4 separate regions of the Mus musculus genome follow, and regions 1, 3 and 4 are each linked to region 2. A link is a contact called in public HiChIP or PLAC-seq and Micro-C data. All regions are on one chromosome and are shown on one strand. The core of a region is the stretch at or near the end of the contact, and the rest is flanking DNA. Distances in the headings are between cores, read along the strand shown.

Region 1 (3,312 bases), core at 432-2,931, 930 kb after region 2:
CATTACCTTCCTCTCCAGCCTCCCAGTTGCCCTTAGTAGAAATCAGCTTTAACGGCACTTCAGTCGATTTGGCACACTACCTGCATGCAGCTGGCAAAACCGGTGGACAGAGCACACGGCACACCAACCATAAACTGTACTGCCCAGAGGCAGGAATTTAGCCTAGCCAGATCTCCAGCCTGCTCACTCACCTTCTGGTGACACTTCTGTACATGGTGTACGTATGCCTGATGCTTGTCCTCTGCACGCAGTAGGCGGTTCCTCTGTGCTCAGCTGTCTCCTTAGGGCCTTGCAGTTCTGGTTCCTCTGAAATAGCTTTCTAGAGATTCTAGGTGTGACAGGGACTTTTCCTGGGTCATTTGACTATTTCCATCGGAATTTGTCGGCAAAATGGAACAGAGAATTGAACAGAGTCAGAATCCCAACCCAGCACTAAAAGCTCGTTTAAGTCAGATGAGTACCAGTATCCACTCTACTCCTGCTTGGAAGTGCTAGGATGTGGGAAGTGTATTTGCTGGCCATGGAGAGAGGGAATGGCTGGGGGGTGGGCGTGGGCGGGCGTGCATTTAGCTCTGCGCTAACCTACTGGATACATCTGAGCTCCGTGCTGCAGGGTCTGGCCAGGTGTGGTGGTACAGACCTGACCTACAATGGGAGGTACACCGAGACTCCATCTGACAAACAATAACCTAAAAGTAAAATACATTTAAATTCATAGAAATAGGTACTGCTGGGGGTGTCTGTGGTCACAGCACTAGGGAGGTAGAAGCAGGAAGATCAGAACTTTAAAATCATTCTCGGCTATGTAGGGCACAAAGGTAAAGTCTCACTGTTTAGACCAGGCCAATCTTAACTCACAGAGATCTGCGTGCTTCTGTTTCCCAAGTGCTAAGAATAAAGGCATGAGCCACCATGTCTGGCCCAAATAAATGTATCTTTTAAATATATATGTATCCAGGGAGGGGGAGGCAAAGTGTCCTTGTAATCTGTGAATCATTAACTTTTTATGGTGAGAAAAATGTGTTTTGAATTAACCAGGGGGTCTCGGTTTAGATGACGCCAACATGTGGGGGTGCTGGATCCAAACTCAGGTGGGGAATTTGGGTTGGTCTCAAAGGCAGTGGGGTTCAAGAGGATAGGTCCAAGTCGGGCAGCGGCACCACCCTGGGGCGGTTGGAGTTGGAGGGCCGGAAAGTGTTCAGTTACAACCTGGGGATGCATAGCGGGACAGGGTCCTAAGAAGCTGCGATTGGAGCATGGTGTCACTGGGAAGGGGAAGCAGAACTTTGGGGATCTGGGAGGGGGTGGTGTTGCCAAAGACTGAGTCTGGGAGGTTACCGACCCCTGGTGGCGCCGGAGGGAACCGTACCTCACCAGGCCTTCTCCAGGCGTCGGTCGCGCGGGAACCGTGGGGAACTACAGGGAAGGCGTGGACGCCCCTAGGTCTTGCGCGCGCACTTGCTGCTCTAGGAGACAAGGCACGCTCAGAATCAGCATTCGTATCCACATCTGGACCGCCCTAGCCAGCGGCGGAATCCCACCCGGCCAAATGAATTCTAGGGGTGGCCCCCTGCGCCTCCGCCTGCAGCTGCCTTTGCCTTATAAGGCGGGGCCGGGCGGCGCCGGGGGAGTGGCTGTGGCCGCCCCTGCCCCTCCCGGCCCCGGCCAGCTGCTGGGACCCCGCTAGCCAGCGCAGCGCAACGCAGCCGCAGCGGAGCGGAGGAGCGCACACAGCAGGCCATGGGCAAATCAGGTGAGCCACCCATACGGCCCTCCGGGGAGCGGGGATGACGCCTAGACCCTCGCCGTCACCCTGCCCCATCTGGAGCATGATCCCCTGGGAGCCCCTGGAAAGTCCCTGTCACTCTCGCTGCAATGCGGGATCCCTGGGTGCGGGATGGAGAGCGCGCATAGCAAAGTTCCGAGGAGCGGCTGTTTCTGGTTCAACCAGGGGGTGGGGTGGGTGGCGCGGAGGTAGCGGTAAGAACACCGGCTAGGAGAGAAAGAATGAGGGGAATGAGATGGAGGGTCCCTTTGGCTGCGAGCCAGGGATTGCGTCAGCGAGGGTTTCTAAGCGCTGATGGGGATAGCTGAGCCTGCCTAGGCGTGGCTATGCTTTGTCCAGAGGAAGACAAAGTTACAGTGGGAAAAAGACACCAAACCGTGGCAGCATCCCAGGCTGCGAAGCAACTAGTCTGGTTCCACCCAACTAAAGGCAGCTCTGAGACTCCTTTTCGTCTCCTTCTCGCTCACCTCCTGAGGCCCCTCCGTGCCAGGCTGGGTGCTGTGCAGAGCTACTTCCCCTGTGATCTCTGCCCTGCTGCCGCCCACCCTCACTCCTGTGGCTGTAAAGTTTACGTTTCTGAAAAGCCGTTTTCCTGTCGCTCCTTGTTTTTGTCACCTTCCACCCCATTGTCGGCTCTCTGGCCACTGACAGCACCCCCTCTGCCACACAGCTGCGCTGGCTGGCAGGCAGGCACTCAGGTCCTTTCCCCTCCGTGTCCCGGTCCAGTCTTCACTACTCCCATCATCCAGCCTGAAACCCTTCCCATCCTTCTGTGTTCAACTCCTGTGATAGCAGGGGGTCCCATCCATAATCTCTCCCTCCTCCTTCAGAGGGACAGCCCACACCCTGTGTCATTTGTTGTCACTCCTGCATAGATAAGGGACAGGTGGGCAATAGATCTTCTTGCCTCAGTTTCCTCCCTCGTGGGCATCAAGGCTTCCTATTTATTAGAATATCATCCGTGCCTCATGGGAGGCTCTAAAGCAGAGGCTCTCGACTTTGCTGATGCTACAACCCTTTAATTCAGTCCCTCACCTTCTGGCGACCCGCCTTCCACCATAAAATTACATTGTTGCTACTTCATAACTGTAATTTTGATATTATGATTCGGAATATAAATACTATATGATGTGTGGCCCCCCGGGGGGGGCAGTCACCAACCCCAGGGGGTCGCAGCCCACAGGTTGACAACTACTCAGTGGAGTCAGTGGGCTGTCAGCCTCAGGTGAGGATGGCTGAGTCCCTTCATGGAGCTGTCTATCCTCCAGGACCTAGACTCAAGAGATACATGGGGTGTGTGGTCTTTTGTGACCTGGTCCTAACTTGCTTTTCTTCCAAGTGACATGCCTGGCTTTCGATGCTGGACCTATTGATCATTTGCTATGTGATATTAAGCATATTTTTTCCTTCCTCCGTGCCTCAGTTTACCCATCTGTACAAAGACAGTGTCCCATATGATCCTTTGTAATGGAAAAAATATGCCGTGTAATTAAAAGAGCAAGATGAAAGGTGGGGATGGGGCAAGT
Region 2 (3,280 bases), core at 27-2,526:
ACTGGGTGACAGCATACTCTGGGTCTTCCACACCGTAACTTGCCTGAAAGGGCAGGTATAGGATCAGAACTGAAGATGCAGGATTTTAAGGAAGAGGCAGTTCAGAAAACTAGATAAACCCAGGGCAGATACCTTGTAAGGATCCATGATGCGCAGATAAAGGACTCCATCTATTTGTAGTGTTACATTGTCTGCAGGAGCAAACAGAAGAGAAAAAAACTGTCGGTCAGACCTCTAAGTCCCAACCAGCTCTTTCTCCTAAGCCCTGGATCTATAGCAACCACATCCTAGCGCACTTAGCACATCCCTGTCACCCCATCGCTCTCACCAAGAGTTACGGCTGACTGCTCAGGCACGTTGATAACAATTTCCTTGAGACTCTGCACATACCGGATTCGGTCTAACACGGGGATCAGGACGTTCAGGCCCTGAGAAGAGGAGCCATAGATTCTCAGAAGGGTGAGGCTAGTAAACTTGAACTCTAAGCTAAGTCTGGAGTAAGTAGTAAGTCACGTATAAACATAGAGAAGCAATCCCTCCTATCATGGCCTCAAAGGCTGGGGTGTCACTGGTAGGGAAACCTAAGAGTACAAAAAGATAAGACTAGGCTTATGAATGTCAAGAATGGAAGCCAGCAAGAGCTGCTGCCTTTAGAGTATGGTAGCTCCAGGAATGAAGCCTATGGGTCACTAGGGTATTAGGAAAGCGGGGAAACACGGAGGTGGTGTTCAGGAGACTGGGCTCTGCTAGAACTGGTCCTCGCAGGTTAGAAGTGCAGACAGGCCCCGACGGAAGTCCCACTTCCACACGAGTAAACGATCAGACGATCTGGCTGGCTGAGGGCGGGCAAGAGAGGTTCTCACCGGTTCCAGGATCCGGTGGAATCGGCCCATTCGCTCCACCACCCAGGCCTCCTGCTGAGGCACAAACAGGATCACGGTGTTTCGGGGCAGTCCAGAGGAGGCGCGGCGCGGAACGCGGCCAGAAGCCTGCACCGAGCCCTGAAGGAAGACGAGAGTAGGCTGGGGACCAGGCGCGGATCCCTAAATCCCTCTCCCTAGATCTCGACACCCCCCCCAAGGGTCCCCGGAGAGTGATTCACGTGGGGACCATGACCTGTGACCACAGTCCTTCCCCCAAAGTTAGAAGCCCACTCCTTCCCAGCTCAAGACCCAGGTGATGTCGGTCCCGAGCCTCTGGTGAAGGTTGCCTCGCTCTCACCCTCAGCAAAAGGGCTCCAGTGCCCCGCGCCGCGCGCGCCAGCATTTCCCACAGCCTCGGCGACCTCCGGAACCAACGAGAGGTGGGGCAGAGCGGCCTCTTGTGAAGCCTGAACCCGAGCCCTTCCTTCAGCTGGTCCACTCCGCCCGACGTACTTCCGGCGTATTAGTCCACCCTCCCATCCCCACTAGTCGGCGTCCGTCAAATCGTTCCCTGGGAAACGTAGGCTTTGAAGAGAGAGCCCGAGAGTGCAAGTTTGTTCTGGTTCTCAAAAACTACGAAGCTCCTGGGCATTGTGGTAGAAATTGAGGCAATATTCCGTCCGCAAGTGGTACAGGAACACCGCCCACCAAATTCTGTACCCACAGCCGTGACTCAGTTTACCCTCCAGCTCGTGTATAACTGTCCTAATCTGTCACCATAACGACAATGGATTGGATTGGCGCTCAGTAGTTGCCCGTGGTTGCCATAGTGACATTCTTGGGTAGTCATGCTGTTGTGCCCAGCTCTCCCACTGGGGACTGACCCCATTCCCGTTGTCATGGTAACTAGGAGGCCTAACTTTACCTTAGGACTGGGCGGAGATTTCTCCCTTCCCTCTTTTCCCAAGGCATCAACAGCTCTTTTTCATATTTTTTTCTGAGCCAGAAACGGTCAGGCATGATCCCCTTACATACAGAGGGAAACAAAGAGCCTCAGCCTTTCATTTTTGTCTGAAACACATCAACCTTGCTCAGGTCTCTGACACTCTCTCAAATACAAGCTTTAAGAGGCCTGTATCCCCCCTCATCTCCTTCTTCTCATTCTCCTCCTCCTCCTTCATTTTACATATACAGACACTGAGGTTCTGATGGGGCTAAACTACAGAATCAGTGTAAGAATCCAGATTCTCAGAGTTTAGCCTCTGTAGCTTCACTTTACCCACCCAGCCCCCAGCACCTTATACAAAAAGGACTAAGACTATGGTCCAAGACTCAGCTCATCCCAGCCTAAGATCTCATGGGTTTGAGCTTGTTGCCAGAATTCCAGCTCCCTTTAGGCCCCACATCTCCATCCTCTTGAACACAAAAAAAAGTAGAGGTTAGTTCAAGTTTCCAAACAAGAATTTATTCTTTTTTTTTTCCTTAAAAAATGTACCAGGTACAATTTTTCCCATTTTTTTGTTTGTTTGTTTTGTTTTTCAAGTTTCAGCAAATGCTTGTTCCCCTCAGCCAAGCCCCAAGAGTTAAGGGTTGAGGCTGGGTCAGAGTCTTAAGTGAGGAGTGGAGTAACTGGGAACCATGTGACTGAATGAGGGGCACCCCTCATCCCAGCTGAGGTAGGTGGGTCAGAGTCTGGTCAGGTGAGAGGAGGTTCCCCAGTCCTTAGGCCTGACTCTGTCCCTGGACACCTTCCTCAGTCAGGACACCAAAGCAAGGAGACACAGGCAGGAGGAGAGGGACAAGTGAGTCTGAGCCCTAGGTAAGAGGTGGCTAAACCCCTGTGTTACACATACATGCACATTCTGTCTCTCTCTCACACACACACCCTACACAAACCCAAGTTTGTATGCACGCACACAGCTGTACACACACACACACACACACACACACACACCACACATACAGGCTTTCGAAGATGGGTTGAAGGGCAGGAAAGGGAAAAGGAATAGAGAAAGCCGAGGGAAGCTGAGTCTTTGGCTAAGTGACTCAGTTCCTCTGGAATAAACCCTCTGCCCTTAGCCAGAGGAGAGCAGCTCTCCCCTTGCCCCGACATCAGCTTCTTCAAGTCCTGAGGTTGGAGCAATATCTGAGAGTGGGGTGATGCCAATTATCAGGTTTGGGAGGTCACCAAGGCAATCCAATTTGAATAAATTATAAATTAAAAATAAATAAAATAATAAGTGGCCCCTGCCCAGGACAGGGAGGCAACGCTGGCATTACTTGCCTGGGAACTTGGGACAATCTCAGGGTAGCTCTGGTTCCTCCCTAACTACCTAAGCTGGCCTGGGAAACCCAAGGGAGGGGACAGGCACATGAAGTACCCAGAGCAGACAGGGTATGGAAGGACCGAAGCTTTA
Region 3 (3,220 bases), core at 621-3,120, 950 kb after region 2:
AGCTGAAATTCCCTGAGAGAAAGAGAGACAGAGACACACACACAGAGAGAGAGACACACACAGAGAGAGAGACAGAGAGAGACAGAGAGAGAGACTAGGTAGTGGGGAACTGAGCTCAGCCACATAGGGAGTTCTTTGAAGTGGGGCTGGAACCTAAGTACCCCAAGCAGGGGGACAGAAGTTCTAACCCCTTCACAGGCATCACATCCAAAGAGACTATCTGCCCCAGAAGTCAGGTATCAAGATGTGTAACTTCACTATTAAAGTATAATTGTTTAAAAAAAAAAAAAAAACAAAACTTCAATTAATCCTAGCACCTGAGAGGCAGAGACAGGTAGATCTCTTGAGTTCAAGGCCAGCCTAGTTTACATAGAGGTTCCAGGACAGCCAAGGCTACCCAGAGAAACCCTGTAACAAAAACAAACAAGCAAACAAACAAACTTTAAATTACCAAGTTCCTAGATAAGGAAAAGGCTAGGTGTGGGATGGAAAGATGAATGAGAATCCAAGCCAGCAAGAGGGCTGGAGAGTGGTGGGTATGGAGCTGACAGTCACTCTGGGAGGGGCGTTCAGGAGGACCAGAAGGTCTGGAGTGAGGCTTGGAGCCCACAGTGGAGATGGGGTCTGCAGTCAGGTCCTCCTGACCAGTACAAGTGACCATATGGCACGGTTCTTCCTAAGAGGTCCCAGGGTGGCTTTGGTCATACACCATTGCCGGGCTCTGTCCACATCTGTAAAATGAGAACAGGTGTGGGTCTGCCACACTGTGAGCCCCGGGTCCAGACGTATGAGTTTCAGAGTCGCTCCTACACAAAGGAGCCCTAGGCGGGACAAAGCAGGCAGAAAGGGACGCCCCGGGGCGGGTGAGTTTCCTCTCTACGCCATTGGAGAAGCTGAGCACGGAGGCGGCGTGCTTCTGGCCAGGAGGTGACCCTGCAGCGCCACCGTGCGGCCGAAGCAGGCTCCTATAACCCGTCGAGGGCTTCGGGGATGCCCACAGCTGTGGTTATATCAACTAAGAAACAAGAACTGGCATTTATTGGAACGTTTGCTGTAAGCTAAGCGCTGTGCCTGCTGCACTTTGAAGCGAGTATTCTCATCTCACAGAAGAGGAATCTGAGGCCTGAGTGAACTGGTCTAAGAAACTCGGAGTGGAGAGGCCGAATCAGGCATTTCCCCAGCATTTTACTAGATACTTGGAAACCTGGTATGGGAAGTTTCCAAACCTGGTATGGGAGGTTGGAAACCTGGTACTGGCGTTTCCAAGTCCTCCCATCTTCCTAGGGCTGGCTGGCCCCTCCATTTCTGCTCCAGTGAGTGTCACCCACTTCTCCATGAAAACTGTATTCTGACTACAGAGATCAGAAGCCAGAGGGTTTGTCTTCTCAGACGTCCAGGAACCTTGGTAGAAAAAAGGGCCTTCAGGGCCTAAGAATTGAACCATGAAAACTGTCTGGTCCCCACTTCCTGAAGGGGTGAAAGGGTTGTAACGCCCCACACTGTGGGAGTTCCAGGTTTGCTCTGCCTCTAACTGCCTCTGTGACAGGGGGAGTCCTTCCTCAGCAGGACTTCAGCCTTCTGGTTAAAAGGGAGGCTTCTAGATCATGGTAACCTCTCCTCCCACCCTAAATTTTCCCTCTCCACAGCTGCTCTCTGCCCCACCCAAACCAGTTCGAACATTCCCGGCGAAGCCGAGGACTGTGACTTGAAAGGCCCAGGGGGACACCGTGGCCCCATTCCAGAGCTTCCTCTGAAGCTCTGGGGAGAGAAAGGCCTGGGGGCGGGGAGGGGGCTACATTATGATGACCTCATCCATTCTATGACGTCACCCTCTCTCCCACGCCCACTCCTCTCTGGTCAGCTGCTCTGCAAACAACCATCAGTACAAACCCCAAAGGCCTGGAAAAGTCTGCCCTCCGGTACCTGCTACGAATCTTCTGTCTCGGCCAACAAGAAGCACCATGAAACTGGAATTCACAGAGAAAAACTACAACAGCTTTGTGCTGCAAAACCTGAACAAACAGAGGAAGCGTAAAGAGTACTGGGACATGGCCCTGACTGTGGACCATCATGTCTTCTTCGCACATCGCAACGTGCTGGCTGCCGTCTCTCCACTAGTGAAAAGCCTCATCTCCAGCAACGACATGAAGACCACCGATGAACTCTACATCACCATCGACCCCAACTACCTGAGCCCAGCCACGGTGGACCAGCTCCTGGATTACTTCTACAGCGGCAAAGTGGTGATCTCAGAGCAGAACGTGGAGGAGCTGCTCCGGGGCGCACAGTATTTCAATACCCCACGCCTTCGGATTCACTGCAATGACTTCCTTATTAAGTCTATTCGCCGCGTCAACTGCTTGCGCTACCTCTTCTTGGCTGAGCTGTTCGAGCTCAAAGAAGTATCAGACTTGGCCTACTCTGGCATTCGTGACAACTTCCACTTCTGGGCCAGTCCCGAGGGCTCTATGCACTTCATGCGCTGCCCACCCGTCATCTTCGGTCGCCTGCTCCGGGATGAAAACCTCCACGTGCTCAACGAGGACCAGGCGCTCAGCGCACTCATCAGTTGGGTGTACTTCCGGAAGGAGGAGCGGGAAAAATACTTCAAGAAGTTCTTCAATTACATCAATCTCAATGCGGTCTCCAACAAGACGCTGATGTTTGCCAGCAACAAGCTGGTTGGCTTGGAGAACAACTCTGCCCACGCGACCTTGATCGAAAGTGTCCTGATGGACCGCAAGCAGGAGCGCCCGTGCAGCCTGCTGAGCTACCAGCGGAAAGGGGCCCTGCTTGACTCGGTGGTCATCCTGGGTGGCCAGAAGGCCCACGGTAAGTTCAACGATGGGGTGTTTGCCTATATCATCCAGGAGAACCTGTGGCTGAAGCTCTCAGAGATGCCATACCGGGCAGCCGCGCTCAGTGCCACTGCTGCTGGCCGTTACATCTACATATCCGGTGGCACCACTGAGCAGATTTCAGGACTGAAGACAGCGTGGCGGTATGACATGGACGACAACTCCTGGACCAAGCTACCTGACCTGCCCATTGGGCTTGTCTTCCACACCATGGTGACCTGCGGGGGAACAGTTTACTCAGTGGGTGGGAGCATTGCCCCACGCCGGTACGTCTCTAACATTTATCGCTATGATGAACGCAAGGAAGCCTGGTGCTTGGCGGGGAAGATGAGCATCCCTATGGACGGGACAGCAGTCATCAC
Region 4 (3,129 bases), core at 627-3,126, 520 kb after region 2:
CGGAATCTGCTCTGCCACGGCCTGAAGGTCAAAACGTCATGAGTACCATATTCTGGAACCCTCCTTCTCACTGCTCCACACTCCCGCACACCCCTTGGAGGCTTACCTTACAGCTCTGCACCAGTAGGGGCTGGGGGCCCGCAGAGGCCTTGGGGGCAGAGGCTGCATGTTGGGCTGCAGCAATGGTCTGTGTTGCAGAGGCTGCAGCTTGCTTGGCTGCATGCTGGGAGGACAGAGGAATGAGAAGGCCAGGCATTCCCAGGCCCTCACTACACCCTAAGGCAACCATCCATCCCTGGCACCCCTCCCACTGTATCCACCATTTATCCTTCCAGACCCTGCCCAGATCCCCAGCCTCACCTCCAGGCGCTGCACCAACTTCTTCTTGATGGCGTTCTGCGCAGCTGCATTGGTGGCCATGCGAAGCCCCTCAGCTGCTTCACGCAGTCGCTGCTGCTGTTCCTCACTGTCAGGGTGGGCGGCTGCTCCCTGAGAGGAGCGTCATCCACCATCACTTTGATTCAAATACACTCTTTTCTCAATCCTCTAAGTCCAGTTTAAAACTCATTTGTTTTCCTGATCTAATTTCGAATTACCTTCACTGAGGCTTTAACTGCTGAGAGCTGAAAACTGTTTCAGAAAGGACAGGTTGTGGGGTCCCCGGGTACCTCATTGCCACTAGGATGTGAATCTTTCACTGGAACTACGCCTGTCCTACAGAACTCTCCGTGTGATTAACTCAGTGTGAGCAGGCAGGCCTGGGGAGGGGAAGACTCTCTGGAGAAGGGACCTCAGGAATCTGTAGCAGTTGCAAAGCCCAGGGGACCTTTGGCGGGTGGTCCCCTCTGATGGTCTTTACACCTGGGGTGTCAATGTCTAATGTGATCCTATTCTGTATGGCTAGTGGAGACCTCTAAACCAAAAGGCTCTCTGCCTTCACAGGGTACCAAGAACAGAGAGCAAGCAGATGTGGCAGCAACCCAAGGAAAGTGGGGACAGCAGACCTTCAACATGAAAGAAGAATGCGGACCCCCATGGTCAGAGTGCACTGTGAGAGTCAGTCACATGGCTATATGCTTGGCTGGTGGCCGACCTGCAGGCTGGGAGCCAGGACCTTCCTGGCAGTTTCCTTATCTATTCTCTTCTACTTTCTGCTTTCCTGGGGTGGGTCATCCCATCAGACAAGGCCCTAGCTGGCCCTCTCCACTCCCACCTCCCCTTCAGGGTCTGTAGAGAAACCGACTTTGTACCTTGGCCGCCTCCACCATCTTGGCGGTGGCATCAGCGAGGATCTTGGCAGCACTCAGGAGCTTTCTAGAGTTCTCCAGATCACTCTCCCCCTCAGCATCGGCCTTGATAGCATTGACCAGGTCTGAGGTGGCTTGGGCCAGGATGCGGGCCTGGCGCACCATCTCCCCTAGAACACAGGAGAGCCGCAGGTAAGAAAGCCAGAGACACTGACAGAGGATAGGGAGGAGGGTGAGTGGGCTTTCCGGAACAGAGAAGAGACTGGCAAAGGTCTCAAACGATTTCCCCTGAGGTCCAGGTTCCTGGGTTAAGATCTCAGGACAGATCTCCCGGTGAGGTCCCATGAGAGGAAGGGCCAGTTTCCAGCTAGTATTTCTAGTGCATGTCTTGAGAGGATGAGGCAGTCTCCTTTGAGTGGTTCGGGGTAGGAAGCTGAAGTGGAGAGGCTAATTTCCCCGTCTCCTTCCCTGTTTACAAGCCTAGCTAGCTCTTAACCATGCACCTTGCCACCTACTACTGCGCATAAACTTGGTCTCTTTTTAAAGTGCGCCAAGGAAACAGAACAAGGCTTATACTTCTGCTTTACCAATGGGGAAGTGGAGGCTTTAGACTGACCAATGAGCCCAGAGGGACAGAGCTAGAAAGGCCACTGTGCTGATCCTCAGAGGCTGGGTGGCTGGATCTATAAGGTATGCCCATGGGTGTGGGGGACCCATGCCGGGGCTTTTGTTTCCCCGGAGGCGAGTACTCTTACCAGCATCACCCATGGAGCTGAAGATGTTTTCAGTGACGGTGAGGATGGTATCAGTGGCTTGGTCATACCGACCGGCAGGCCCAGCTCCGGTGGCGTGGGCCTTCACGTGCTGCAGCAGCTCATTGAGGGCCTGGGTGACAGCCGTGGCTGCTGCTCCTACCCCTCGAAGCAGCTGTCCATCTTCTGTAGCTGCTTGCGAGGCAGACACACAGCCCTCCACAGCTTTGGCCACCAGTCGCCCAGCCTCGACTAGCTGTTCTTGGCACACAGGTGAGCTGATTGTAGGTGCTACCACCTATGAGAAAAGAATTTCAGACATGCAGGCAACAGAGGAGCTGTGAGATGGGTCTCTGCAGTTTTCCTGGTAGTCACTGGGGTGGTGCTGAGGCCCCAGGAGTCAGAGATAGAATGAGAGGTTTGTGTACATATGCTGGTAATATTATTCAGAGGCAGGGGATACCGCAAATCTGGGCTCACCTTGGTACAGGCCACCAGCTGGGAAGTGGACAGAGCACATTGCGTAGCTGCAGCAATCACTTGGGTCTGAAGCCCGGAATCCTCTGTGCGCTGGGCCACACTCTTGGCCTTGAGGACCAGGGCGGCTGCAGCACTTGCCACTGCCTTTGCTAGCTGCATTAGAACATCCTGAGGGCAAGAAAGTGGCCAGTGAGACCTGAGACTGAACTTAGATAGAACCCACGGACACTTCTCACAGGCGTAAGCGGCTTCATTATTCCCGCTGATTCCAATCAGAGGACAGTATACGCACAAGCATTTAGAACCTATCCCAAGCCCCTCTACCTTGAGCACCCAGAAGGAGAGACGCTCACCGAGAACAAACCCTCACCAACAGAAACAGAATCTATACCAAAGGGAGAGAGGCATGAGGCGGATACACTCGGACAGTGATGGGGAGGGAGGAGCAGGCGGTACACTGGATGGGCATTTCCTATCTCCATGCTACTCAATCTCAGGGTGCAAGGAGTCATCTGCAGGTTTGGGAGCGAGACCCTGTCCTACCCTATCTGATTTCTTTTCTTCAACCCTGTCAGTCTAGGCCTCCCCATCTCCCATCATGTCTGTTCCCCTGGGAGGGTGAGGAAGAGGCGTGGAAGCGAGTGTATGCG

What was found. A called contact is a pair of places that touch in the nucleus more often than the background predicts. HiChIP or PLAC-seq counts read pairs in DNA pulled down with a chosen protein or histone mark.
Region 1: an H3K4me3 HiChIP or PLAC-seq map of bone marrow-derived macrophages shows a contact between it and region 2, with 10 times the contacts expected there. The contact joins the promoter of Glipr2 here to the promoter of Stoml2 in region 2. A contact is called at or near these places in 4 of 39 promoter capture datasets (the C10 cell line, the HPC-7 cell line, maxillary cranial neural crest and 1 more), 3 of 484 Hi-C or Micro-C datasets (the G1E-ER4 cell line, the N1E-115 cell line and erythroblasts), 4 of 115 datasets of contacts at active chromatin or transcription factors (bone marrow-derived dendritic cells, bone marrow-derived macrophages and embryonic stem cells) and 2 of 9 other capture datasets (adipose tissue and liver).
Region 3: a contact with region 2 is called in a Micro-C map of embryonic stem cells. The contact joins the promoter of Ccin here to the promoter of Stoml2 in region 2. A contact is called at or near these places in 2 of 484 Hi-C or Micro-C datasets (the N1E-115 cell line and embryonic stem cells), 4 of 115 datasets of contacts at active chromatin or transcription factors (bone marrow-derived macrophages, embryonic stem cells, memory CD8 T cells and 1 more) and 1 of 9 other capture datasets (adipose tissue).
Region 4: a contact with region 2 is called in an H3K27ac HiChIP or PLAC-seq map of microglia, with 6 times the contacts expected there. The contact joins the enhancer-like site here to the promoter of Stoml2 in region 2. A contact is called at or near these places in 14 of 39 promoter capture datasets (the C10 cell line, the HPC-7 cell line, HPC-7-derived erythroid cells and 8 more), 1 of 15 datasets of contacts at CTCF or cohesin (large pre-B cells), 7 of 484 Hi-C or Micro-C datasets (CD8 T cells, embryonic stem cells, myeloid progenitors and 4 more), 20 of 115 datasets of contacts at active chromatin or transcription factors (SST interneurons, bone marrow-derived macrophages, embryonic forebrain and 11 more) and 5 of 9 other capture datasets (adipose tissue, embryonic stem cells, liver and 2 more).

The regions. Positions count from the first base shown.
Region 1 is chr4:43,956,021-43,959,332 of GRCm38.p6, forward strand. It overlaps Glipr2 (GLI pathogenesis-related 2), which reads left to right and starts at 1,682. Exons shown (of 5, transcript NM_027450.3): 1 at 1,682-1,753. The coding sequence starts at 1,741. It overlaps Gm30377 (a long non-coding RNA gene), which reads right to left. Exons shown (of 4, transcript XR_881223.2): 2 at 1,370-1,466; 3 at 192-363.
Region 2 is chr4:43,030,108-43,033,387 of GRCm38.p6, forward strand. Stoml2 (stomatin (Epb7.2)-like 2) reads right to left here and starts at 1,277. Exons shown (of 10, transcript NM_023231.2): 1 at 1,222-1,277; 2 at 864-1,001; 3 at 329-428; 4 at 133-191; 5 at 1-43. The coding sequence starts at 1,266. Fam214b (family with sequence similarity 214, member B) reads right to left here. Exons shown (of 9, transcript NM_001253353.1): 9 at 2,307-3,280.
Region 3 is chr4:43,981,634-43,984,853 of GRCm38.p6, forward strand. It overlaps Ccin (calicin), which reads left to right and starts at 1,871. Exons shown (of 1, transcript NM_001002787.2): 1 at 1,871-3,220. The coding sequence starts at 1,962.
Region 4 is chr4:43,545,500-43,548,628 of GRCm38.p6, forward strand. It overlaps Tln1 (talin 1), which reads right to left. Exons shown (of 57, transcript NM_011602.5): 18 at 2,480-2,647; 19 at 2,003-2,297; 20 at 1,251-1,417; 21 at 361-489; 22 at 107-223; 23 at 1-21. Among named protein-coding and RNA genes, the nearest start is that of Tln1, 16 kb to the right of the region's middle. Within about 2 kb of position 1,877, at least 8 of the 459 cell types and tissues checked have an H3K27ac peak or open chromatin away from gene starts, as enhancers often do. A contact at or near this core is called in bone marrow-derived macrophages and microglia, where this site is marked.